5 separate regions of the Mus musculus genome follow, and all the other regions are linked to region 1. A link is a contact called in public Hi-C, HiChIP or PLAC-seq and promoter capture Hi-C data. All regions are on one chromosome and are shown on one strand. The core of a region is the stretch at or near the end of the contact, and the rest is flanking DNA. Distances in the headings are between cores, read along the strand shown.

Region 1 (5,016 bases), core at 451-2,950:
CTTCTTTTCCTGGTGTGGAGTTGGGGGTTTGGAAATGTCTGTCCAAAAGAGACACTTGCAGAATAACATAGGGTGACGGGCAGAGAGAAACCAACCCATGCACTGTGGCTGTGGCAGGTAGATGAAAGGTAAATGTCAGGATCAGAGGCTCCAAGACAGTCGACCAGTGAGCTGCGGCTGCGTGTGGCAGCCACCACTTCAGATACGCACAAATGCTATTGCTGTTAAAAACTCTCCTCAAACCTGGGTGTGGTAGTGTATGCCTTTCACACCAGCTCTCACAAGAGAGGAGAGAGGCAGGTAGCTCTCTATGAGTTCAAGGCCAGCCTGGTCTACATAGCAAGACCATGTCTCAAACAACAATGAAAAAGAAAAAAAAATTCCTCATCTCAAAGTCTGGGTTGAATTCAATGTGATTTGTGTGTTCTCAGTCTAGGGGATGAGGGTGAGGGTGAGGATGTGTGATGCCAATCAATACCAAGCAAATCTTTCTCAAAGATAGTCAAACACGTGAAAGAAGGAAGTCTGACTCAGGAGGACAGATATTGTATGATAGCTTCCACTAAGCGCCCAGGACAGGCATCTTTATTGAGCTGCGCAGGAGACAGAGGTTGGGGAAGGTGGATTTATGGTTTGAGGGTATGGATGGAAGTTAGGAGGGATGAGAGAGTTCTGAAGATGGGAGGTGACGGGCTTTACACAGCATGGTGGCTGCACAATCACCAATCGGAATGTATTCTTGGGAGTAGTTAAAAGAATAAACTTCACAGTTTGAATATATTACAACAACATAGTGCACCCTTCTAAGAAAAGGGAATGAACTGAAGGAAGACTGGAGGTGAGGACAGGGGATTCATAGGAGGGAACTTAGAGGGGGAGTTCTGCTCCACAGGGCCATTTGTCCTCCCTCCCCCTCCCCCCTGCAACAGCTGCCTGCAGCAGACGGGCAATGTGTGACCAGCTGATGCATTTGCACAGAGGGTCCCCTCAGTCCCCAAGGAAAGCTATCACCAGTGATCCATCTCTGTTCTCCAGGAATCCACCACATTTAGGAATGCCCTTGGTGTAATGATCTCCAGTTTAATTTCCTACCTGTGGCTCCCTCTGATTGGCCCAGGCTGGCCGAGTGGGCTGTGAAGACACATTAGTGCTACGTAGATTCTGTAAAAGAGAGGGAGGAGCGTGTTTTTGAGGCGTGCAATGGGAAACCCTACATTCCTGGGACACCTGTGAGGTTAGAGCTCTCACCGGCTCCTGGGGATTCTTCAGTTTCCCCCTCCCATCTAAACTATTCTCCACATGTGTCAGCACCAAGTCTTCAGGGGGATGTATTTAGGGGTCATCTGCCCTTACTCTTGCTCCTCTAGATTTTATAGTCTCCCTACCCCAGATTTGAACAGCTAAAGATTCCTCAAGTCATCCATCCTTCCCCTAGCTAGAAAGCTGCCAGCTGTGCTGGAACCTCCACCTTTTCATACCACACCCTCTCCTGACTCCTGGTCATCCTCTCCCCTTCTGCTTCCCCAGCCCCACAGGCAGCCGGTGCGTGTGGGGCGGGGGTTGGGAGGGGGCGAGCAGGCTCTTTGTCTGACATCATCTTTCACTCCCCAGCCTTCTAAGTTACTCACTCAGGCAACCCCGGCTCCACCAAAGGAGACTGTCCAATTGCCAAGCAACCCACCGCTAGCCAATCAGGGAGCTCGGAGGTGATGTCATGATGAGAGCCCAGCAGTGGTGCTGATGTTGAGAGAAGCCCAGGGTACCACTAATTGAAGGAGTGAGAAGAGAACAGCTCGCTTTGGAAACCGGACTGCAGGTAAGTAAAACTGAGATATGGACAATCGGAGGTGGGGTGAGGGCGGGGGTTTTAAACAAAAGAAACAAAACAGCAGCCACAGAGGAGAGAGAAACCGGAGGGTCTGGTGTCTATTGTGTTGCCTTTGGTTTCACTGAGTGGATTAAACTTTGTCAAATTCTGGGGGGAAGCAGGGTGAGGCAAAATGATGGCGCTTGAAGAGGGGCGAGGGTGGGTTCAGGGCATCATTTTTGTTCCAGATGAGTGGGATATGTCGGAGGTTCAAGCTGAGTTATTTCTTCATTTTAAAAAATGTTTGGTTTTGGGAGAGGAAGGTTTACTGGAGCTCGGCTTCCTCTGGGGCTGCTCTGACTGAAGACCCTATTTCAGTGGATGAAACTCTGTGAAATTTTCATCTGTTCTTGTTGTATTTGCTTTTCGGGACTATCTTGTCTTTCTTCCTTAGTTCTGTGCAGTCTTGCTTTTTCTCTCTTGGCCCTAAGGATACAGTGAGATCATCCCCTCTTCCTTGCCCCGCCCCACCCTGAGGTTAGCCTAATTCTAACTGGCTCAGCAACTGGCTCTAAGGCAGAGGATGCAAGCTTGCAGGACTGCCACACCCAGGCTCTCTGATCTTGACCAGTCACAGCTAGCCCCCTTCAGGCTCAGCCCACAGCCCCAGCCAGGAGTTTTAGCATCCCCTCACCCCCACATATAGGGATCCAGAGCTTTGATGTCCGTCTGATAGCTGTGTTCCCACGTGGCAGCGCTGTCTTTGTTTTATATCTCCCAGGAAAATTATATCTGCCCAGGTGTGGAGGAGCCTCATTGTCCTCAACCTGGACAGTTCTTGGGGAGACTTTAGAGGACAGGTCAGACAGCTTTAGGTCACCCTCTGAAGACCCCAAACAGGGATACCCTATACCCCAACACCAAGCAGCAGATGGGATGACCTGATGGTGACCTGCTGGAGTTCTGAGGGGGGAAGGGTAGAGATGGAATGTGTGGGAATCTGTCTCCCCTAAGGTTGGGTCCTCTGGGGGGTGGGAGTTCTCCCTCAGATGGGTGCTTGGGAGATGAGATCATGCACCAGATGTGGAAATAATGATAGTGGTGGAGGGAAGCAAAGACAAAGGGGGCAGGTCAATGTAAAGCCAGAAGGCAGCCACAGCCACCCAGTTCCATGCCCTTGCCGCCAGCCCACCTTGCTCCCTGCCTGTGGATAAAGCTGTGTTCTTGGTCCTTTCCTAAGCTGCTGAGATCCCTCTAGCTGGCTCCAGACTTCTTTCCCCCAACTCCACCCATCTGGAACAACTGGGAAGTGACCTGCTAGGTGGGTCCATCACAGAGCCTACTGCCTTGTGGGAAGTGAGAGCCCCATCCCTGACCTGACAGCATGGGGGTGGGGGCTGGATGACACCCAGCAGAGAGATACTAGGCATCTTTATATTACTGTGAAGGTTATGTCAGATCAGGGTCTTTGAACTGCAGACTGAAATCTAACTAGGATAATGAGATCAATTTTGTAGAATGTAACTGATATTTAAAAAATACAATTAGACTGGACAGAGTGGGTGGGGTGGGGTGGGGGAAGGCAGAACACACCTTGTATAATGGCTTGTGTTTTTTTGTGCCTATTTAATTCTATATATTTTAGCTAGATGTATATCTGTGTATAAATGTGTTGCTATCCAAATACACATGTGTATTCTTGTGGCATTCATATGCTGGATCATGAGATAAAAATCTAGCTTTTATTGTGGATTCCAATCAATAAAAAGTTGAGAATCATTGGGCTAAGTGACATCTGCTTCTCTCTTCTAGCCCCAAGCCTACATTTTCATGGAAAATTCACCAGGCTGAACATTTTTTTTGCTTTCAGTTAAAGATTTTTAAAATTTTGATTGTATTAAAATGTAGCCAACAAGAAAACGACCATCTACATCATCAGTGTCTGAGTGGACACTGTTGTCCATGCAATGTCCAGAAGTCCTTTTGTCCTGCAGACTGAGACAGTGGACCTGTTAAATGTCCACTCCTCAGTGGCAACTGCCATTGCGCCTGATTGACAGCCATCGCTCTGCTGTCCACCTGCTAGGTGCCCCACAGCAATGGAATAGCACGTCCATATTGTAAACTGTATGCCCCTGCTTCTACCTACAGTTAGATGACCCAGAGTTACAACAAATCCCAGTCTTGTTGAACCAGAGAGGTGTTTATTCAGGGGTGTACCATGCTCTGAAGGATTACTAAAGCACCCACACCCAGCACACTGTTGAACTGACATACCACAGTCGTCCCCCTTGATCATGGTTTCACCTTCCTTTGTCTCAGCTACCCAAGATCCAATACACCCAAAAATATTCAAGGGGCATTTTTAGGGGAAAAAACATTTTCTTAAAGTAACTTTTACCAACAATGTTACATTTTTAAATGTAATAATTACTGTTCTTGCTCTTTAACTGTGTCTTCTGTGTAGATTCAACTTTATTCTAAGTAGTATAGAATTGGGGTATGGTGTACGGAGAGTGCCGTTGTCTGTGGTTCCAGACACCTAAGGAGCCTCTTGGAACATATTTTCTGCAGCACAGAAGGAAGGAATTCAGGGAAGTGGGAGTGTCTTCTGTTTTTGTTTGGATTAGTAGTGAATATAGATTTCATTTTGGCAACCCCTCCCCCCAAACAAAACAAAACAAAACAGAAAACAAACAACAACCATAAAAGCAGAAAAGAAAGAGGAAAAGAAAGAAAAGAAAAGAAAAAGAAAAATCGAAAAGAAAAATTAAAATTAAAAGAAAAGAGGAATCGAAGATCTAAGTGATTATCCCATAAACCATACTTGCTTTGTAGGAGGGAACTGGGTTAGTTGGTATTTAAAACAAGCAAGAAGGAAGGCGACTTCAGGATGTGGCTCAGTGGTAGAATGCTGTCAGGCACGTACCAGGTCCTAGTGCTCACCTGGATAATGAATGATTAAGATCATCACCCAAGAAAACCTTGTGGTTTTTTTTTCCCCCTGAAACACAAAGATCCCGTCTTTGTGTCCCACTTGACTAGGACTCCAAGACTCAGTCCCCTAATAACCCACAGAAACTCAGCCCTCTGCTCCACACCCTTCTGTACTGGGTCCTTCCTTGTGGAATCAGGTTAGCCAATGCACCCTTCTGCCCCTTCAGACCTGTCCATTTTCTCAGCACTTCCATACCCTGCCTCAGACAGCA
Region 2 (5,664 bases), core at 501-3,000, 440 kb after region 1:
CATCCAAGCCTTGTTAAGTACTCTTCAGATCCGTCATTTAAATGTTCTTTAAAGCAGCAGATCTTCCAGGACTGGGACAAGAGACCCTGTCTTAAACATGGTACAAGCCAAGGGGCCAACATCCAAGATTGTCTCCTGTCCCCCACATGCAAACCATGGTGCACATGCATGCACACACACACACACACACACACACACACACACACACCCCTTCCAATTTTTGTGGTTTCTCAGATGAAGACACTGGCATATTTTCTTTGCCCACCAGTCTTAACTGAAGTGAGTCCCTAGAGAAACCCAAGATGTGCTCAAGGACAAGAGAGTCAAGCAAGGAGGTCGCACCCTAGTCCTCAGACGTCACCATGGGAAGGACTCCCTCTTCCTAGAAGGCTACTGCTGGAAATCAAATTTAGAAAGGTGAAGTGCCTACCATAATAAACTAGAAGTGTGTGTGTGCCATCTGATTAACCATCAGCCACCAGCCTGGCAGACATCAGTTAAGGCCCCCAGCCCTGCTATCTCCACTAAAGGATAGATTTTATACACAAATGCTTACCACTCCAGAACATCCAAACACTCGTAAATCCCTACTGGCTTATCTTGTGGACAAGCAGAATTACCACAGCTCTGTATGGAGCTGTGCTCCATTCTTGGGAGGCTATGGTTGGTGTGGTGTGAGGATTACTGGGAACAATGGGGAGCACGAAGAGAAGCAACCATGAAGAGTCTGACTGCAGACACTGCAACTCCAGTTCCAGAGGATGCAGAACCCTCTTCTGGCCTCTTCAGGCACTGCATGCCTCTGGTATACATACATACATACATACATACATACATACATACATACATACATACATTCATACCTTTGGAAGACCCAGGAATCTTGGTCCCAATGTCAGCGTGGTAGCAGCAGTAACAACAGAGCAGATGAGCCAATAGCAAGACGTGAACTTAAGCAGACAAAGCAACAATGCTTCCTTCCCTTTGAATTCCTATGTGTCTGACTACTGTCAGAAAGTGCCACCCATTCTGGAGTAGGGGCTCCCCACAGTCAGTCCACTCTGAAAATGGCCTCACAGATCTACCCAGTCCTGTGTCTCTTAATTGATTTCAAATCCAATAAACTTGGGCATGAGACCAACCACCTAGGGGAATGCCTGGACCTTTAGGGGAACATCAGATACCACCTGAGAATCCATCTGATTCCTAAGGACCCAAATAGTTTTTGTGATCTAATAACCTTCACAGGGGAAGGGGGCTGTGTCAATCAACTAACAAATGCAGTTTCAACTCAAGTCCAGAGTACAGTGAGCCCAAATGGTACAAGGAAAATGACTGCTCCTTACCCATTTCTTCTCCATGCCCCGAATAAACAATTAGAATGTTGCGACACAATGACAGAATTCCACACTGGCTCTCTGGCACACACAGCAAGAGCTGCTGTTGTAGGAAAGATTGAGCCCAACATCCTTGCTCTGCTCGGACAGCAAACCTCAAACTGTACCATGTCCCAAGTGGCACAGCGCAGACATCATCCGCAGCTTCACTGCACGTTCAAGGCCAGCTTGAGCTACATGATAACCAAAATAAAATGAAATGTGCAGTTCTGACCCATTTACTCAACTAAATGGGGACTGGGGATAAGGAAGTGACTGTGGCAAGCTAAGACCCCCAAAGCAAACTGTTCTGTCGCTTGGGCCTTATGACCCAGAATGTCCATGATGCATGAAATCTCCATGGAAACCAGCAGGATTGTGTGAAGACTCCGACATGCTTCAGTGGCGGCAGCATCCTGCAGGGCTGGGAAGCTTCGGATCAGAGCACTGTTCTCGCTGTCAGCCAAACATTTCCCACTTCAGAAATGGCTCCCAGCTTACAACTGGGCCTGCTAAAGACTGAACCCCCTGGCCATGACACATCCTGGGGCTCTGTGTGGCCTGAGCTGCCATTTTGAATGGGACGTGGTAGGACACAGTACCTCCCAGGGCTAGGAATTTTAAGTTCTGGGATGTATGTGTGTATGTACTAATGGTAGACTGAATCCAAGCTGAGCAGCTTCAAAGACACAACACACCCATGCAGATGCCTCGGGCTGGCCAACACCCCACCCTCATCTTCGCATTCCCTGACTCAAGCCAACCTATAAAACTAGCCTAGTCTATTTCCTATCTTTCTGAGGAACACCATGGCTTGCAGCTTACAGTCTATCACTGAGGGAAATCAGGGCAGAAACTCAGGACAGTAACTTGGAGACAGGCACTAAAGCCAAGGCCAGGGAGGAGTGCTGCTTATTGATGTGTTCTTTGTAGTTGACTCCGATTTCTTTTATGCAATCCAGGACCCCCTACCCAAAGGTAGCACAGACTACAGTGGTCTGGGCCCTCCCACATCCATTAGTAATGAAAAAAACACCTTGCCTACAGGCCAATCTGATGGAGGCAGCTTCTTAGTTGAGGCTTTCTCTTGCTGGGTGTCTTTAGTTTGTTTCAAGTTAGTAAATGCAAGTGAGCACAGCCACGTAGTGGGGATTCCTTCTCAGCCGTTGACTAAAGGGAGAAATGGACTCTGGCCCTGCCGGTGGGTGGTTCCAAGCAAAACAGGAACGGGAAATGGGCTAATAGCCCACTTCATGGTGCTCTGAAGGACAGAGAAAACCTTCAATCAACACATTGTCTGTCTTCTAAGAAGAGGTAGTCAGAGGCAGAGACTTCAACTGATTTTGGTAGAGGAGATAATGTCCCAGCAGTTGGTCAGGGAGTTGGAGAGAACAGGATTGAGGATTAGCGACCAGATATGAAGGTGGATCTGTGACTATTGATCGATGTGGAGACATGCATGCACGTGACTGGGTTTCCTCCACAGCAGAGGCTCTGGTGGTCAGGAAGGTCTGAGCAGACATCCATCCATTAATGGGAACTCTGTCCACGGAAGCTGGTCTAATTACCATCCCTGTTTAATCCCTCAACGCAAAGACCAACATTGGACATGAATCATGGGACTTCTCCCTGGGGAGATTAGCAGTTATCTGGTTGTTGTTAATTGGTCTTGACCTCTCCCACAAAAAGGAGTCACGAATTTAACCTCACGACTACACTTTCTGTATGCAAGTACTTCGTTAGTATGAATATCCATGTGTTTACGTGATGCAAGTGTAATGATGAGCTCATGCCCTGAATGGTATACTTTGGTCTAATGAAGAACTGATTCATCCCAAGAAATGGCAGGCCCATGAGAACCCAATGGCTCAGTGGAATGTTTTCCTAAAGGTTCAGGTATGATGTTACTTAAAGGATATCCTAAGTGGTTCTTCCTTGTAGGATGCACTTTATACTTAAACTAATAGACTACTGAGTCCTTTCATCATGCTCAGACATGAGCCCAAGAATACCTAGATGGGATGAAGTTAACCTCCTTCACTTTCAGAGCTGGTGATCACCTTGCAGAACTTCAGGAGTCCATCGTTGTCTAGTTAAGTTGGAGATGTTAATTCTCAGGGAAGGAGTGCTTCTACAACGGACAGATACAATAATTACATTACAAGCATCCTTAGTCTTGCTGGGGTCCTCATGCCTCTCAACCAATGAGGAAGGGTCCTTCTGTACTAGTTCTGATGATTGATTCCAGGTAGCTGGATGACTGCAATACAAAGAAGAGAAACGGATGCTCCTGGAAGCCAGTGGCTCTGTGGATTGTCTAATAGAATCTTACTACTAACCACTAAGAATTTGGATCTATTAGGAATTAATATTTGGATCATGCTACCAGGTAACCAAAACCTCAACCAGCTTAGGTCCTGGGCTGAAAAAAAAGGAAGATAAAAAAGACTGTTTGGGCAAGAACATTTTTTATGTTAGGATATAATGCAGATAGTAGAGAGAGCTTGTATACCACTGTCTTTTACCAGGTGTCCCCTAATGTCACCATCTTTCATTGCTGGGGGACATTTTTCAAACCAAGAACCCAGTTCTGCTCCATTACTAATAACTAAACCTGAGCTTGACTCAGGTTTCAGTTCTCCTCCATTAGTATTATTTTTTCTATTCTAGGATCCAATGTGGGTTCTGTTGTCATGTCTCATCAGTCTCTTAGCCCCATTTGCTTTTCATGAAGAGTGATCATCATAAATTTTAAAAAGTGTCGCTTGGTTAAGGATTTTCTGTCTTTTTTTTTTTTCTTCATGTTTAAACTTCATGCTGTCTCCTGGAGTTGTGGATTTAAGAAAGAATGCCACCAAGTGTCCTTCTTGTCAAAGTGTTACAACAGGGGCCAGAGCTGCCACATGGTATCACTAGAGATGGATGTGTTTCCCTTCATCTTGTGGTTAAGGCCATGTGCACCACTTTCACCACTGCCGAGTTGCTACTGTTTCCTTCTCACTGTGTGTTCACTTGAAGTGAGTCACAAGGTCCAGATCAACCTTAAAAGATGGGGTAGAGAGAATGGCGTGCTTCCTCTCAAGAGGTGGCCAGTGTTCACATATGCCATCAGAATTACTCTGTAAGAAGAGTTGTCATAGGCTGGGAGATGGCTCATTGGTTAAAGCGCTTACCACATAAAGCATGAGGTCCCAGATAAATGCCAGCAGGGTGTGTAATCACAGGAGCTCTCCTGTAACTCCAGCCTCGGGAAGAAGGAGACAAGGAGTTCCCAGAGCATGGTGACTAGGGAGACTAGACATATTAGTGAGCTGTGGGTTTGATGGAGAGATCCAGTCTCAGATAACAAGGTGGAAGAGAGATGGAAGATGATTCCTAACACCAACCTTGGGCATCCATGAATGCGCACAAACACAGGAACACACAGGTGTACACATATGCACAGAAATGGAAACAGAAAAAAAAAGAGAGCTGTATTTATTTTTTTAATTTTTTTATTAGATATTTTCTTCATTTACATTTCAAATGCTATCCCCTATACTATAAGTCCCCTATACTCTCCCCCCGCCCTGCTCCCCTACCCATCCACTCCCACTTCTTGGTCCTGGCTTTCCCCTGTACTGGGACATATAAACTTTGCAAGACCAAGGGACCTCTCTTCCCAATGATGGCTGAGAGCTGTATTTATATCTATTAATCACCCATCTCTCAGTAGGTCTTCATCTGTGTTTTGGGTTGTAATTAAAAAGTAGGTTAATTGTGTATTGTACAGAAATTTCCTCCCAGATAAAATCTCCCATATTGGAGGGAATCTCATTAAGACGTGGGATGTTCTAAAGGGAGGTAAACATTCCATCCCTCAAGGAAGCTCACTGGTCTCAAAGTAAACAATTCAATGACTTCAGGAAGTCCCTGAAAATGACTAACTATTCTAGGTCCCTCCCTCCCCAAATGGATAGAAGCAGGATACATTCTGAGAGAATCTGAGCTGCCCAAAAGTGACAGAGGCCACCCAAGCTGCCCAGAAGAATCTCAGATCTAAGTGCCTGGAAGAGACACTCTCCAACCTGTTGAGCTGCCCCACAGGCTGTGCAGCATGCTGCAGGTCCCCAGCTTTGTGAGCTGTCACCCATGCTTGGGTGAGTATTTGGTGACATAGCTGTCCTTGTGCTATGACTACCTCTGTAAGTAAGCTCTTGCTCATATTCCTGTAAGTGAGCCCAATAATCTCATTAGTTCACCAAAGTAGATTTTGGTGGTGTCTTTCCTGATGACAATGGTCATCAGC
Region 3 (5,034 bases), core at 2,527-5,026, 460 kb after region 1:
TCTGGAAGCAGACTCTCTTTTATTTCACCCTTAACCAGGCTCAATGTTGTAACTAGCCATCATAGGTCATGCCGAGTGTGTGAAGGATCCAAGCAGCTATCTCTTGGTCTAAGCCACTTGGGGCCTCCTGCTTTCCTGTCTTCTTGCCTTAAGGATGACGTCATCTTTTTCTTTTCTTTTCTTTTCTTTTCTTTTCTTTTCTTTTCTTTTCTTTTTTAAGGGATGATCTCATTATGTCACCCAGTCTCTCCTCGCCCTCCGGAATGCTTGGCATTTGCCCCTGTGAATCACCAGGCTGGGCCTGTGTAATTCTGTGTGTTGCCTCATATACAGTTTAGACAATAATAAATAGTGATAATAATGATAGGATGTTGTGGGGTGGGGGTAAACCATCCCTAACATATGATAGGCACAAGATGCCCAAAGCACACATCTTCTTCATTCAGAACCAACAGCACTCAAAGCAAGGAACTGTGCAAACTGATACCCAGAAACCCAGCCTGACTCTCACCCCCACCAGCATCCTCCATCCTGAGCTGATGATGGAAGCCTAGGCCTTGGTCCTGGTTTCGACAGCACCTCCACTGAGGTGTCGGGACACTCTAGGCAATCTCTTTCTCCCCTGCACCCATGTAGTGAGAAGATTTCCCAGAGTAAACACATGAGAAGCAAGCCCAGCACCTCGACTAAAACCCCACCTCGCCTTCTGTGGCCCCACTTGAACCCCAGGTTCAAATTTGGCTTGGCACTCCGGGATGCTCACTGCCTTTCCGGGATGGGGTTTTAAGACACTGATGATCCTCAGCCTCCGTGGTCCTCATCCCCCAGGAATGGCACTACATGGGTTGAGAATTCATCCTGTAGCCAGGATACTCACAGGAACCTGGGATGAGCATGGGGGTGAGCACTCATGGGCTGGACCAAGCCCAAGGCTAAGCCAGGCCAGGGCTTCCCCATGCATCACGTCAGAGGAGAGGCCGACACACTGTGGGAGTCTCAATACAGACACACCTCTGAAACAACCACATTTTGCTTTATTGGGTGTTCCGTGGTAATATAACACAGACTTCTTAAGGAATAATAAACACGAGACTTGTATTTTACCATAATTATTTTGCCATTAAGACAGTGGTTACAAAAAATAAAACAAAAATTAAAAGAAAAAAAGTACCTTTCTGGCTACACACATGATCAGCTTTAGCACTGAAAGGTCCCCCCTCATGGGTCACAATCACAGGTTCAAGGGTTCAAAACCATCTAGCGGTAAATCCTACAATGATTTAGAGCATCAAGTCACTGCAGTTATTCAGTTCTGAGACACTGTTGACTTAGTTTAGCATTTACATATGACATTCATTTAACAGACACAGAAAGCGAGCCAACGGGTAAACATGCTTACACGGACTGCGGAAATCTTCAGGTTTAAAACTGTTGTGTTGTATTGTGTTGTGTTGTGTTTTTAAGAAAATGACCAAAAACAACCAAAAGGGCCACGGCCCCATACAAGAAACATCAGGAGTAAATGGTGAAGAGCTGCAAGTTTCTCAGAATCCAAACAAATAAACAGGGAGAAAAAAAAAGTGGTTTCTGGTGTTCAAATTTCCTCTCTAAGTGCAGGTAAAAAAAAAAAAAGAGCAAATATATTAAGTCAACCAATTTTTAAAAGTGCAATTTACCTTTAAAACAACAAAATTAACAACAAACCCAAAATCCCAACCCTTAACCCCCAAAGACAAAACGTGTGGACACTCAAGGAATCACGAATTTTTTTTGATGCTCTGCTTCATACCAGCAGACTGGAATCATAAAAGCCTATGAGGTCAACCTAACACTGCTTGCAGACTGGAGTCATAAAAGCCTATGGACCTAACACTGCTTACAGGGACCTGTAAACACATCTGGAAAGAAATATGACAGAAGTCAGCAAGTACAGAAAGAAGCCAGCTAGTGAAGACCTGTCACTGTGACAGGAAGAGGAAGGGTGACAGATAGGAGGTGACATGGTCTCTAAGAGGCGATGTGATCTCTAAGCGGGCTATGCGTTCAGTGTGTACAGTTTTCTTCCCATGAGATATTGTTTCCCAAAATAGGGTTGTCCCTCTTGTAAAAGACTTGAAGTCTAAGTATCCCAAAGATTTCTACCTTCCACCACCATGTTAGACCTTTTGAGAAAAAAAAAAAAAAAAAAAACTGTACAGAAAAAAAAAAAAAGTTCCCCCACCACAACACACACACTGAGAAGTCCCAACATTCTAGAATCCCCAAAGACACTTCCTGACAAAGGCTGGAAGGGGCTCCTCCACAGAGAGAATGGCCCCATCTTGGCTGGCTCCGCCACAGGGAGACTGGTCTCAGCTTGGGGGCTGGGTTTACAGATTTGACTGGAAACTGTCACTTCTACAGCCTAACTCCTCATCTTTCCACCACATGTGACTCTATTCTTGGCCCACATGTGACAATATTGGTGACATAATCGGGGCCATTCCTGTGTCTGGCAAGCCTCAAGCTCAGCCACCTCCTAGTGATGGGAATTGGATAGCACCAATCTTAACAGAAACTAGGATAGCACAAAACTATGGTGGTGGGGGCAAAACTAAGATCTGCTCAGGCTATGCCTGAGACCAAACTGGGTTGCCTGGCTTTAAGAGCAGACAGAGTTAAGAGGAAAAAAAAAAAAAAAAAAAAAAAAAAAAAAAAAGAGCATTGTCTCGGAGAAACACAAACCAGGAGACCAACATCTAAATCTCTCCAAGAGTGCAGAAGAAAAAACCAGGACAGGAGACGTACGAAAATGGTGGAGAACCTTCAAAAGGTCTAATCTGCCGCAAAATCTAGGCCAATGAAGAAAACCCGCCTCTTCTCAACAGCTGACCCGAAGAGTAAGGGATGGGGATGGAGACACATGGAACCTTTCCAGAGGGGCGGCCCTAGCCTGCCAGCCTCGGAATCAGCTTAATGGTTACATAATTGCATCATTAGGATGTCCAGTTCAAGACCCGAGGATTAATATTGAATCAGGCTTTCAATTTAGTATTAAAAAAAAAAAAAATCTCTCCCACCCTCCCCACCCCTCCCCAGTCCCACAAAGAAAACCTTATTTAAAAATTTTTAAAAAGAAAAGAAGGCAGCTCAGGGCAATTCACTATATCTTCCCCATGACAGGAAGGTGCTAACTGCATGGCCAAGGATGTGACTGGGGCACCCTTGCTGGGATCTGCTTGGTGGCGCATGTCTGCATGTTGGATGCAGCTCCGTGTGGGGTGGATGGCTAGGCTTGGGTGTGGTGTTCATGACTGTGTAGGGACTTGGGTGAGAGAATTCAGAAACTCCAGGGGAGACCGAGTGCAGGGGGCCCAAGAGGAAGCCCCAGGAACTGGCTGCCCACAGCAACTATCACAGGCTCTTTAAAAAAAAAAAAAATGGAAGAAAGGAAGTCTCAGAATGTCCTCAGGTGTCCCATCCCCCATCCCCAAGTGGCCTGCAGGCCTAGGGGCTTTAGCCCAGGCTGGTGATGTTGGCACGGCCACCAGGGGGTGCCACGATGCGCTGGGTGGTGCGGCGGGGAATGTTGTCGTCAATCTGAGCACCTAGAGAAGAAAGAAGAGACAAGAAACGAGTGAGCGTGAGGGTCTTTAGAAATAAAACCAGACTCCTGTGGTATGCCCAGGAACAATCCTGGGGGGAAAAAAGCTGAACCAAGCACACATGTCCCGACCTCTTTCTCCAAACCTCACTAACTACAGGAAGTTCAAACTACAGGAAGTAGGAGGGCCTGCCTTCAGCCTACAAGTGACTTCCTCTCCCTGGGGAAGTCTAGACTCGATGCAAGGTACTAGAGAGTATGGCTCTTTTGACCCACGCCTCTCACGCAGGAGGAATGGATGGTTCAGATAAAGAACCTGAATCTGAAGCTCCCAGACCCAGAATGCTCTAAACTCTACACCTATTTGAGGGTTGACAGGATGTGACCAGTGGAAAATTCCACACTTGACCTGATGTGACTAACTGTAGTGGAACTTGATGTAATTAAAAATACTGTCTCAAATCCCTTTCATGACTGGGTTATATGTATATGAAACATAGAAGTATTGCATTTTGGTTTTTAATATTTTATTTTTACTTTTAATTTATGTGTATCTGTGTATGTGGAGAAGGAGGGCTATACACGTAAGTGCAGTGCCTGAGGAGGCCAGAAGAGGGCGCTGGCTTCTCTGGAGCTAGAATTCTAAATGGTTGTAAGCCACCAGACATGGGTGTTAGGAGCAAACTTGGGTCCCCAACACGATGTGAGCTCATTCTTAACTGCTGAGCCATTTGTCCCTGCCCACACTTTGTGCTTGGACTTTGGTCTTAGTCACAACATGGTTCAATATCTACATATTTTTCCAATTTTTAAAGAGGCAAACTAGCTTCCAGTCCCAATCATTTCTTTTACACAACAGACTGGCAACCTGTGCTGTCTATGCGAATGATATGGGAATACGCATTGTGACTGATCTCACACTTTAGGACAACAGGGCTTAAGGGTCTGTCTCCTAAACCAAAACACCCTGAAGTGTTCCTCATTCCTCATGGGCACAGATGGCACTTCATAAAATCCAGCAGATGGGACAAGAAAAGGAAAGTCTATGTAATGAACTACGCTGTCTAAGTTCAAGGCACCGGGGGAGAGAGGAAAGGCCCTGTTGTGGGCCAAAAGAAAGAGGGGCAGGATGTTTCCAAGACAGAAATCTACGTTTCACCACTGAGGGTGTAGCAGTGGATGTCACAGCAACTCCACAGGGAACCTTGCTGCGACTCATCACACGGAAGGCCTGAGCAAGGTGAGACTGCTGAAACTCCCAGTTCCACATTCTTTAACAACGGACATGACAGATGAGGAAACGGCCCTTCACTCACAGGGTGGGTGTCTCAGCATGGCATGGCACAAAAACCGATCTGAAGATTCTGAAACCCAGCTGCCATTTACAGCCTTTCGGTTTCCGCAGCAGTGGAGCCAAAAGCCTCCGGCTGGCTCCACAGAGCTTGCGGAAC
Region 4 (5,402 bases), core at 1,938-4,437, 480 kb after region 1:
CAGCTATATGGGCCAAATGGCAAAGGCAGAGGCAGAGGCAGAGGCAGAGGCAGAGGCAGAGGCAGAGGCACCAGTGAGCATGAGAGAAAAGCAGATAAATGGAGACACACGAGATGGAAAGATACACATGCAGGTTGTGGAGACAAGAAGGAAGATAGGGATCCCCTTTCGATGCTCACTTCAGATCATGCTAAGGTTCCCATCAAGGTCAATGCTATGGGTTCCAGCTCTATATGCTGTGCTGATGCCTAAGCAGAAAGCGCACAGTGTGATTAGCCAAACTGGTTTAGTGCAGCAGGTGGCAATGGAGCTACTTATGCATAATGAATAAGCTGCACCACAGAACATCCCTGAGGGAAAGTGCTGGAAGCGACACTTAGTGAATTAGTTTCCAAGAACCTGTCTCGGGAGAACCAGCTTCACTCGGTATACATCCACAGTATACCGGCAACGAGTAATTTGAGGTGAATAAGCATATGTGTCCCACACCAGCCTCTGACTGACCCCCGCAGAAATCCCCGCTCAAGGCGGAAGGAAGACACACTTTGCACAATAACATTCCCCAGAGGGGTTCTGTCGCCAGTGAAAAGTGATGTAACCTATGTAATGTAACTAGTTTGTAAAATCAACTTATAGAGAGAGGAGGACACCTGCCCACGTGGCCTTGGCTTTAAATAGATACGAACAAGGCCAGGGCCACGGAACAAAGGGAGGAAACTAGAGCTGCCCGCTCTGCTGGGCTGCAATTAGGTTAATGCTGGAACATGATCAAAGTGGCCCAGTTGGCAAGAGGGTCGGAAAAAGAGCCTCCTCCAGGATCCGCGCTGCCTTCCCGCCACCTGCCCACGGGGCATCCGAAAGGCCCGAGATGCTCACCCTTCTTCCGTGCCTGAGCGATGACTTCAGCCGCACTCTTGCTCATCACTTTGGTGACATACAGAGGGCAGTTGGTCTGGTTGGCAATAGTGATGGACCGGTTCACAGCTTCAGCCTCGACCTATGGGAGGGCAGATAAGCATGAAAACCCCGCCCATCCTCATGCCCATCTTTGTCCTTATTCACTAACAGAGACAGATGGATTCCCAAGGCTCTTTCCTAAGTGACACCCAGGACAAAGATCCACAGGCTCCACCTAGACCCACAGTCTAGTAACATTGCCAAGTGGGTTGTAACCACCCTGGGTGAATATTGGCAGAAAACAAGATATTATGAAGATAACTTATGTCACTCCCTTTAGTTATCAAAGTACTGAAACAATGGCCTCTAAGAAATTATAGAGTTTTCTGAGGAGAAATTTCACAGTGGGAGAAGGAAAAGCCTGAAGCTGGGTGCCTGCCAGAGGAGAGACGTGTCTCCAGGAAAGGCAGTTCACACAGTTCTGAGTACACAGAACACCTTCCAGGACAGCAGAGGCCAAGGCAGCGATGGGTGGGAGGGACCACACCACGACGTGGACTGTTTGGCTAAGCATGCTTCGCGCCCTCTATCTAAAGAGCTCTTATTATTTCGTCCTTTTTAACTACGTGTCTGCCGGTGGGTGGGTGTGCACATGCGTGCTGGTACCCACGGAGATCAGAAGCACTGACAATTCCCAGAGATGGAGGTACTGACAATTGTGACCTGCCTGACGTAGATGCTGAGAACCAAACCTGGGTCCTTTGCAAGAGCAGTGTGAGCGTTCCTGCCCTCTTAGCTACTGAGCCACATCTCCAAGCCATTAAAGATCCAGGCTGGCCAGAGACTCCTGATCCTGCTTCCTCATCTCTTCATCACAGCCCACCAAGTGTACCACCATGAGCAGCAGCCTAGTTAAAGCTAGTTGAACCTAAGCTTTATGTCAGGACTCTGAGGATGGGCTCAGGAAGACGCTGGATCTCTGTTCCTCTTCCTACCCTAACTACACTGAACCAATCTCCTTTCTCCACAGTTCGCCACTGCTCGTTTTTCTAATTAGCCTGTGGATGATCAAGCCGTGCTTGTCAGGGCTGCCAGGGCCCAGTCTTGTTAGGCGTAAAGACTCTGGTAACAATTTCACTTGCTCACATTTGAGAATACCCAGGCCCTGGCTGATCTCAATGTGGATATTCATTCTGCTCTCATGATCCAGAGTGAAGACATTCAATGTTCGTGACTCTGGAGACAAGTCAGCCAGATACTTGTGGGCCAAGCCAACATCACCCACAAAACAAAACAAGCTTCAATAGTCTCTGGAATGGACTAGGGCTGTACCATGTTCCCCCAAGAGTGTGTCTGGCCAGCCACAGCCTGGTACGACCTTCAACGCAGATGAAGAACTACCCAAATGGAACATCTGGCTCTTTATGCCTGATCCTCAGGGAATGGAATTTCAGATTCCACATCACATCTACCGAATACACAACCGGGAAAACCGCCTTGCTATGGAGGTATATCTTATGTACAACAACGTGGGATCATCATAACAGAAGAAACTGATTCAAACGGGATCCCAAAAGGTCACTGCCAAGTCCTAAGAAAATATTGTGGTGTAAATTCTTAAAGGTAAGAAGGGAGATAGTCCCTTTCTCTGCCTACCATACTACCCCACTCCCAACATCCCTAAGCAGAGGGTCAAAACATAAATGGCTTCATCTTGTTAATGTAACTTTAAAAGCCAGGCGGTCACTTTTCAGAGGAGATAGCTGCACTCCTACAGTTAGTTGCCTTGACTAGTCCAGTTTCCACTGGAGCACGGCAGGGCTGGGGTCTGTCGCTGCTCTCTGTGCTCTTCCCAGTGAGGGAGACCCCGGCCTTCATTCACACTCAGCTTCTGGGCATCAACTATGTGAGGAGAGTCTATGAATCTTACAGGAAAGCAACCAGCTCTCAGAAAACACTCACCAAACACTCAAATGTTTCCCATTCCAGGGATAGCTGAAGAGAGCCTCCCTCCTGCTCCCTGCCCTCCCTCCCCTCCCTGAAGTTTCCTGTGGGGCTGTCAGCTCAGAAGTCTCTGAAGTGTGAATGAAAAGGACTCCAAGATGCTCAACACTTCACAGGGATGTCAGACACAGCCCTGCAGACTTCCCAGCCCAGACCCTTCACAAAAGGACAGACACACTATAAATAAAGTCTGGGAGCTACAGGCCTGTCCTCAGTAAAGCGGGGTGTGCAGTGCCTCTAATTAAGAAGCCAAGTGGGACTGGCTGCTACTAAGACTCCTGAGGAAGACTCGCTGTCCCAGGGGTCTGTCTGGATTTGCATACACACTGTGAATGGAATTCAGGCTCCATCTGGCTCCACAGAGTGGCCTGAAATTGGACAGGGGCCAAACTAAAAACGCTAGCTCTCTGGAAGAAGAGAGTATTTAAGCCTCGCTCTCCATTCTCCAGCTAGAACAGTCCAGCCTCTGATACACAACAAACACTGTGCACTGAGCCCTGACCAAAATCTCTTTAAATCTTGTAGGAAGGGTGTAATCGCTTAAAAATAAAACCTCTGCTTATTATAGAGACCTTGAACATCTGGGAGGTTGTCTATGTGATTTTATAGATGGAGCAGAACAAGCACCACAGGGAAATGACCTATCCAAGGACCCATAGCAGAGTCCAGACAATCTCTGGGCAAGTCCCTCCCGCCTTGGCAACCTACACGCCTCGGTCATATATCCTGCGAGGCCCAGCTGGAAAGGCCTTCCGTCTGTGATGGCTTTGCTGTACAGATCTTCTTTGGCCTCAGGCTCTTACCAGCTGCCTTTTGCTAGTAGTAAGTCACATTCTGGCTCACAGATATACTTCCTGTCTGCGGCTTTGTCACCAGCTCATTGAAAGACTCAGGGAGCACCATCCCCTGCTTGCCACAGATGTCCAGGCACTGCGGTGGTCAGAACATGTGCTTCTCACCGGTACCACCTCAGACAGGTGATCCCTAGATCCGGCATTCCTACCGGTCTCCCTTTTCCCAGCTTCTTGAGGGGGGAATCCTACGGAGCTGCGAGCTGTGCACATGGTAGACTGCGAAGAGCAGCATACAGCGGCAGGAAGCTGGCCGCCCTGCACAGTTCAAACCAAGCTGGCCATCATGGTGCTACAGACGGACGAGATCCTGACACTACACAAAGTTAAAACATTAGTGTTGCCTCCTATGTGCTGGGGGGTCTCTTCCTAAAGTGGGCTGTATGGCCAAGTCCATTCAGAGTGGTTCCATGTTTGATTCTCTGTGTCGCCCCCTCAAGAGTTTAAAACACAAAAGACTCAGCTTGACAGAAGAAACAGCCACCATCAGGAAGAACAGCAAGGGTGAAGGGCTCGAAATCTTATTCTTCCTTTCTTCCTTCCTGCCTGCCTGCCTGCCTCCCTCCCTCCCTCCCTCCCTCCCTCCTTCCCTCCCTCCCTCCCTCCTTCCCTCGATTCCTCCCACCCATAGGACTGACATGGGGCAAAATTACTCAAGAGCCTTATCAAACTCAGTGCCTGGCGTTAAGTTAGGCTCCTCCCACCATGCTCCTAAGCCCTGCTGAGCCTCAGGATGTCCAGAACTGGTCACTCAGTGCTCTAATTCTGTGAGACAATGGCCAAAGAGGAGGCCCTGTGCTGAGCCACGTACGCATGGGTGTAACTTTTCTGCGTAAAGGGTTAACCAGAACAGTGGGTCCCTGAGAGCTAGCTCCTGTGGGCATCCTTCCTGTTCCCACACTTTGTTCTGCCAAGCCCTGGGATCTAGTGGCCCCATCTCCTTCGCAGGCCACTTACCAAACATCCCCCTCTGTCCTGTTTTTGGAAGGGACACCTTAAATGTTGAACCTCCATCCGCCCAGGTCCCTGAGGGTCTCCCCTTGCCTGCAATCTTTGCAGTCTAGACTGTTCCTTGCTGAACTCCTCCATCCTCCTCTGCCCCTCAGAGCTGTAAGACTGCCTGCCGTTCTACAGACCTTTTCCTATACTGAAGGACCAGCCTCTGAAAAAGCACGGATATGATACCTGCAGCCTTCTGACCTACAGGCTCCACGGTCCAGTGTGATAACCTTGTGCTTCTCAGCCTGGGCTAATCCTGTTTACGGCTCCCAATGGTTCTATCCACCAGGCCCTACTGAGTGTGCTGCACTCAGCAATGACTCATCATGTGCGTTTTAGAGGTGTAAAGGAACTCTGTGGTTCCATCCTATGTTTAAGGGACTGGCGGTACTGCAAATGGGTATGTACATGCATGCACATGCACACGCATTTCTTTGAAAGACCAAAGCACATCCAAAAAGCCCCACTTTCAACAGGTACAGGGGTGGAGGAGAGGCCCTGCACAGAATCTACGAGACATCATGTCGCACATCCCAGTCCCAGATATTCACCTCCTCTGGCCGGCTCAACACGTGTCCCTCGGGGCCCGTGATGCCCAGATCCAGGATCCTCTGCTGTTCCTGTAATGTGCATAGAAAGCCGAGTGGTCAG
Region 5 (5,136 bases), core at 2,598-5,097, 500 kb after region 1:
CTGCTCCAGTGACTGTCTGCCTGCTCCCATGCCCCCCACCATGATGACAAATGACTGGCTTACTGACGCTGTAATCAAGCCTTCAATTGAATGCTTTCTTTTATAAGACACCTTGGTCATGGTGTCTCTTCGCAGCAACAGAACTGTTACTAAGGCAAGCCACATGGCTAGGGAGATGGATCAATGGGCAGAGTGGGCAACATGCTTATTGTACAAGTATGAGGACTGGAGTCCATATCCCAGCACCCACTAAAACATGAGCATGCAACATAACCCTAGTAAAGCAGCAGGCATGTCTCTGCGACTTGCTGACCAGCTTGTCCAGTTAAAACAGTGAGTTCTAGATTCAGTGAGAGACCACTTCATAAACACACACACACACACACACACACACACACACCAAAAACTTTGAGCCCTGACAATGGATCTGAAGAAGCCCAGGTTAACCACAGAAGGTCTTCAAAGACTAAGACATCATACACAAGACTGTTACCACATGACAAAGAAGCCAACTGACATATAAGCTAGCCGGGTAGACTCAACCTGGAGAGATTTTGCAACTAAGATCAGGATGTCAAAAGTTTGCTAGGACCACCTACCACTTTCCTGACAAAGAATCCAGGTTCTGGGCAAGTTTTAAAAGTTAGATAATCATGGCTGTCAAGATGCCTCAGTGGGTGGAAGTGCCTGCCCCCCCCCCCCCCACCAAGCCTAATGACCTGAAGCACATGGTAGAAAGAGAGAAAAAAAAGAGGCTCCTGAAGGTTATCCTCCGACCTCCACACTGTGGCACTCCCTCACCGTGCATGCATACACCTCCAAACACTAAATAAATATATGTGTGTGATTTTATATATATAAATAATTATACATATATATGTATATATATATGTATATATATATATTTCTTTTTAAAGATAAATAACCAGATGGAGCAGCTTTGGAGTTTAACTCAGGTCTGAACCCTAAATCTCTTTTTTTTTCTTTTTCACTATAATAGAAGAAAAGGTTACCCATAATCCTACCACCTTATTTATTAATAACTATTTGTCATAATCTGTCATGCAGATACATATATATAATGAGGGGGTCAAAACAGGCCATGCCCTTGTTACCTGTGTGGAGCTTCACTTTATCTTAAGAGCAGGTTGGGCTACTATCTTCTTGTTCCATCTTCCTTTGAAAGACGCCCTTGGGGATGTCCATCAGTTTCACCTTGTCCCTGAGAAACAGCTTGCAGCTGTTCCCACATCCCTCCAATGATGCATAATGTTCTTAGGAACACACTCATGTTCCTAACTGGTCCACTACTTCGAGGTCCTTCCTGGAGAGGATGCTGAAGTTGGCATGGCATAAACAGATAGACTGAAGCTCTCAGTCCAGATGATCAAAATGGCTTCACTCTGCCACCAGCAACTCATAGAAACTCCAGATAATTCTGGTGTTCAGTTAACATGTTTGCTACTTAAAGAGGCAAACACAACACCCCCTTCACCCTTCACCGCTGCCATTGTCCTAGAAAACTGGCCACTTTCCAAGACCCATCTAGGAGGACAGAGGGACCCATGGAGGGTCTTGTACAGACACACTCCCTATCCCATGAAGCCTGGATCAGTGGCCACTTTTGCCATCTTAATTCTAACTCTCGCTCAGCCCTCCTTCAGCTGTGGGCCTGCCTCCAGGGCAATTTCCCAGCTAACATTAGGCGTGCACAAAGGAGTCCACAGGGTAGGGCAGCTCAGGCACTTAGTCCCAGCACTGAGAGAAGCTGTGTCCCCTCTCTACTCTATGTCCATGTCACAGCAAGGACAATTCATAGAAAATACCATGCCTGCAGCAGGAGGACACAACCGTGGCCTGCGGGAGAAAGCAAGGAGAGCCAAGGGTGACCAAAATACTCTAGCCAAACCCGTTCACTTGCCATGCTGCAGGCTCCGGGCTGTGTAGGGTTTCTCTAAGAAAAGTTGAAGTCACTGGCTGAGGGAGGGGTGAGGTTCCTGTTTCCTGTCATTTGACAAGCACTCTGGATCAGACTCTGAACAAAAGCCACATTGACAGCAGTTCACATCCCCTCACCAGAGGGAGAAACACACTCTGACTCCAAAGGGTGTGTCAAGCCTGGAATTCCTCTAGCTTTGGAGAAGTGACTGCCCAGCCCTGCCAGCAACCTGCTCTCAGAGACACCGAAAGCCCTCAAACTCACCAGCTCTCACATCCTCAGACCACGGGGGCTCACTCATCTGAAAAGATGGAAGGAAATAGTTGCTCATTCAAATGTCTGGGGACCAGTGCTATAACTGTGCACTCTGAGCTTGCAGGAAACAGGGACATGACAAGTCACAGGTCTGGCCTTGAATCCTAGCACGACCCTTGATGAGGTCCAGAAAGCTGAGCAAGTTATTTAACTCCTCAGTGCCTCAACTTCCCCATCTGCAAAAGAGGCACAGCAAGAGCATCTATGTGGGAAACTCAAACCACATTGCCTGGGTTTGCAGCCCAGTACCACTTCTCTCACTGGTTGTAGAACCTCAAGGTCCTTGACCCGCTCTGGACCTCAGTCTTCTTATCTGTAAAATAGACATTATTCTAATCACTGCACGCAGGGCTGTTGTGAAATAGCAGGTAACACGGGAGAACAGGAAGCTGTTTCATGTGATTCCCAGCCAGTGCTGTGGTCTCTAAAGCGTAAAGCTCCTGTTGGGGAGACCAGCCACGCACCCCATCAGCAGGGGAAGGGATGGGAATGAGGGTGGCCTCAAGCAGGGAGTTTCAGAGGAAGAACAGGGTGTGAGGAGGAACTGGATAAAGGCTGTGCGGAGGGAAGGCCAAGGCCACAGCACCACAAGAAAGACTTGGAACTCTGAATCATGCCCTCAGAGGAACAGGCTTCTGCAGAAACAGACAAAAACCCAAGGAACTAGACGAGGCTGTCCTATTTATGGGGCAAGTGGCTAAGTCGGAGAGATCCTCTGAGGGCTGTCAGGAAAGGAGGCTTCTCACTTCCTGCGGAAATTCCCTGCACTGCCCGCCACCACACATACCTACTCACTCAGGGACGCCAGGATACAAAACAAAACAAAACAAAACAAAACAAAACAAAACAAAACAAAACAAAACAAAACAAAAAGCACCCCTATATGGAAAGTGTTAGGATCAGGTAAACTCACTTCCCAATGTTAAGAGGACTCAGATGTGGGGAAAGCTGCCAATCAGGGCAGATAACAAACTGGCCTCATTAGCAGGGCTCTCTGTCATCCCAATAAAAACCAAAGCAACTTGATCCCAGAGCTTCCTAGAGATCTCCCCATCAGCCCCTTGCACAGCAGGCTGACAGTGTTGGAGCAAAGCTTACTTCAAACCCCCTAGGGACACAGGAAGCCTGGGCTGGCTGGATGCCTGGGTCTTTCCCTTTCCCATGTGTATATGTGCCCACAGGGGTGTAGGGGTGTGTGTGTGTGTGTGTGTGTGTGTGTGTGTGTGTGTGTGTGCTCTCACGTGCCCATGCCCATGAGTGAATGTATATGCATGTATATGGAAGTTCATGCATGCACGTAAGGCCCGTGTTTGAGCAACATAGAGGCCTTTGGGCAGCTTAAGGGAAATAGAAGACACTTCCCAATTTTCACCACAGTCTGCCAGAAATAAATTCTAGACAATGAGCAAATTACAGAAAGAATCAAGAGATGTGATAAGTCTGTGGACCGAGGACAGCCTAAAGATTTTCCTCATGAGGCTAGGTCCACCCTCCCTGACCAGATTGAGCTGTGAGCACCAACAACACTGAGCATGGTGACACGGGGTGGGCCAGCCAATGCCTGGGCTGGCCAGATGAGGTGGCTGGAGAAATATGTCATTCATGACACTTCCTCTGTTTGTCTCAGTTTTCAGTTGCCCTGGGCTACAGAACCACAGAGTGGGTGCTGGCTGGCCAGAAATAAGAGATTATGGGGCAGGATAGAACATCATAGGAGAAAGAAGAAGGAAGGAAAGAAAGGGGGAGAGAGAGAGAGAGCAAGAAATTAAGAAAGAAGAAAGAGAGAGGGAGGGAGGGAAGGGACGGAGATAAAGAGAGAGAAAGAAGGAAAGAAAGAAAGAGAGAGAAAGAAAGAAAGAAAGAAAGAAAGAAAGAAAGAAAGAAAGAAAGAAAGAAAGGAAGGAAGGAGAGGAGGGGAGAAAGGAAGGAGGGAGGGAGTTAAGTGAGGAAGAAAGAAAGGAGGAAGAAAGGAAGGAAGAAGGGAGGGAGGCAAGGAAAAAATGAGGAAAGGAAGGGAGGGAGGGAGGGAGGAAGGAAGGAAGGAAGGAAGGAAGGAAGGAAGGAAGGAAGGAAGGAAGGCAGGCAGGCAGGCAGGCAGGCAGGCAGGCAGGCAGGCAGGCAGGCCAGCCATATGCTATAAGGCTTCTATGTACAAAGAATGCGATTACCTCAGTTTCCATTGCAAAGGTTCCTTGTCCAGAAGACAATCCAAGGATAGACTTGAGGTTTTAGACTTCCCCTTAGCAGAGACTAACAGTAACACACACATTTACTTATGCAAAGCTGGGTCAGGATACTCCCAGAAACCCAAAGGCCACAGACAATAACAGGAAAGAACAATGTGCCAGTCAAGGAGAAGGGTCATGTGTACGTGTCCCTAGACGTCCACACAGAAACACTACAGCCTGATGACAGTGACTCGGCTGTGAAAATATGGATTGAAACAAACCGTACTGTGCTCACACCTATATGTGAGGACATAGTTTACGGATAATGCATGGTTACCGTAAAGAAAGGAGCACTTAGTTCAAATACGAACCACAGAGCATACAGGAGCCGATCAGTACATCCCACCCTCACACAAAAGCTGCTGTGCGGCTGGCTCCCTGTACAGTCAGGAATAGATCGGTTTTCTGGGCTTGGAGCTAAACTAAGAAACAAAAACAAAAAAGGCTGGCCTCCCCTGTTTGTTCCAACATTGCACAATGCCTCTTACATCCCCTCCAAACGAAGTCCAGCAGGGAAGGAAGACTTGGTGAGGTCATCTGTTGACTGGGCTCAATTTAAAGCCAAAAGGAGGGGTGGGGGAGGGGGCGGGGTGTTTTCTTCCTAGGAACCTGGACTGAATTCAAAAGTCCAGCACAAACCATATCACAGCCTCA

Evidence for each region. Promoter capture Hi-C pulls out the DNA fragments that hold promoters and counts their contacts. Hi-C and Micro-C count contacts between places; a contact is called where the count stands out from the background. HiChIP or PLAC-seq counts read pairs in DNA pulled down with a chosen protein or histone mark.
Region 2: a promoter capture Hi-C map of stem cell-derived epiblast-like cells shows a contact between it and region 1, with 4 times the contacts expected there. The contact joins the enhancer-like site here to the promoter of Stmn4 in region 1. A contact is called at or near these places in 26 of 39 promoter capture datasets (the 3T3-L1 cell line, 3T3-L1-derived adipocytes, the C10 cell line and 15 more), 1 of 15 datasets of contacts at CTCF or cohesin (large pre-B cells), 8 of 484 Hi-C or Micro-C datasets (3T3-L1-derived adipocytes, the G1E-ER4 cell line, bone marrow-derived macrophages and 4 more), 16 of 115 datasets of contacts at active chromatin or transcription factors (SST interneurons, VIP interneurons, cardiomyocytes and 12 more) and 4 of 9 other capture datasets (adipose tissue, embryonic stem cells, macrophages and 1 more).
Region 3: a contact with region 1 is called in a Hi-C map of bone marrow-derived macrophages, with 18 read pairs. The contact joins the enhancer-like site here to the promoter of Stmn4 in region 1. A contact is called at or near these places in 22 of 39 promoter capture datasets (the 3T3-L1 cell line, 3T3-L1-derived adipocytes, the HPC-7 cell line and 14 more), 1 of 15 datasets of contacts at CTCF or cohesin (large pre-B cells), 5 of 484 Hi-C or Micro-C datasets (the G1E-ER4 cell line, bone marrow-derived macrophages, cerebral cortex and 2 more), 13 of 115 datasets of contacts at active chromatin or transcription factors (SST interneurons, cardiomyocytes, craniofacial prominence and 9 more) and 3 of 9 other capture datasets (adipose tissue, macrophages and pancreatic islet).
Region 4: an H3K4me3 HiChIP or PLAC-seq map of forebrain shows a contact between it and region 1, with 4 times the contacts expected there. The contact joins the enhancer-like site here to the promoter of Stmn4 in region 1. A contact is called at or near these places in 12 of 39 promoter capture datasets (the 3T3-L1 cell line, 3T3-L1-derived adipocytes, the HPC-7 cell line and 6 more), 1 of 484 Hi-C or Micro-C datasets (bone marrow-derived macrophages), 7 of 115 datasets of contacts at active chromatin or transcription factors (embryonic basal ganglia, embryonic fibroblasts, embryonic forebrain and 4 more) and 1 of 9 other capture datasets (macrophages).
Region 5: a contact with region 1 is called in a promoter capture Hi-C map of liver, with 2.8 times the contacts expected there. The contact joins the enhancer-like site here to the promoter of Stmn4 in region 1. A contact is called at or near these places in 13 of 39 promoter capture datasets (the 3T3-L1 cell line, 3T3-L1-derived adipocytes, cranial neural crest and 8 more), 1 of 484 Hi-C or Micro-C datasets (bone marrow-derived macrophages), 2 of 115 datasets of contacts at active chromatin or transcription factors (bone marrow-derived macrophages and embryonic basal ganglia) and 1 of 9 other capture datasets (embryonic stem cells).

The regions. Positions count from the first base shown.
Region 1 is chr14:66,342,596-66,347,611 of GRCm38.p6, forward strand. It overlaps Stmn4 (stathmin-like 4), which reads left to right and starts at 1,701. Exons shown (of 6, transcript NM_019675.3): 1 at 1,701-1,816. Gm41183 (a long non-coding RNA gene) reads right to left here and starts at 1,134. Exons shown (of 3, transcript XR_874729.2): 1 at 1,093-1,134.
Region 2 is chr14:66,777,586-66,783,249 of GRCm38.p6, forward strand. No RefSeq gene overlaps it. Among named protein-coding and RNA genes, the nearest start is that of Gm5464, 88 kb to the right of the region's middle. Within about 2 kb of position 1,751, at least 4 of the 459 cell types and tissues checked have an H3K27ac peak or open chromatin away from gene starts, as enhancers often do.
Region 3 is chr14:66,801,850-66,806,883 of GRCm38.p6, forward strand. It overlaps Dpysl2 (dihydropyrimidinase-like 2), which reads right to left. Exons shown (of 14, transcript NM_001378767.1): 14 at 1,015-3,587. The coding sequence ends at 3,496. Among named protein-coding and RNA genes, the nearest start is that of Gm5464, 64 kb to the right of the region's middle. Within about 2 kb of position 3,777, at least 36 of the 459 cell types and tissues checked have an H3K27ac peak or open chromatin away from gene starts, as enhancers often do. A contact at or near this core is called in the HPC-7 cell line, bone marrow-derived macrophages and pre-B cells, where this site is marked.
Region 4 is chr14:66,823,469-66,828,870 of GRCm38.p6, forward strand. It overlaps Dpysl2 (dihydropyrimidinase-like 2), which reads right to left. Exons shown (of 14, transcript NM_001378767.1): 7 at 5,303-5,371; 8 at 877-997. Among named protein-coding and RNA genes, the nearest start is that of Gm5464, 43 kb to the right of the region's middle. Within about 2 kb of position 3,188, at least 62 of the 459 cell types and tissues checked have an H3K27ac peak or open chromatin away from gene starts, as enhancers often do. A contact at or near this core is called in embryonic basal ganglia, forebrain and neural stem cells, where this site is marked.
Region 5 is chr14:66,842,749-66,847,884 of GRCm38.p6, forward strand. All of the region lies in intron 3 of Dpysl2 (dihydropyrimidinase-like 2), which reads right to left. Among named protein-coding and RNA genes, the nearest start is that of Gm5464, 24 kb to the right of the region's middle. Within about 2 kb of position 3,848, at least 203 of the 459 cell types and tissues checked have an H3K27ac peak or open chromatin away from gene starts, as enhancers often do. A contact at or near this core is called in bone marrow-derived macrophages, liver and neural stem cells, where this site is marked.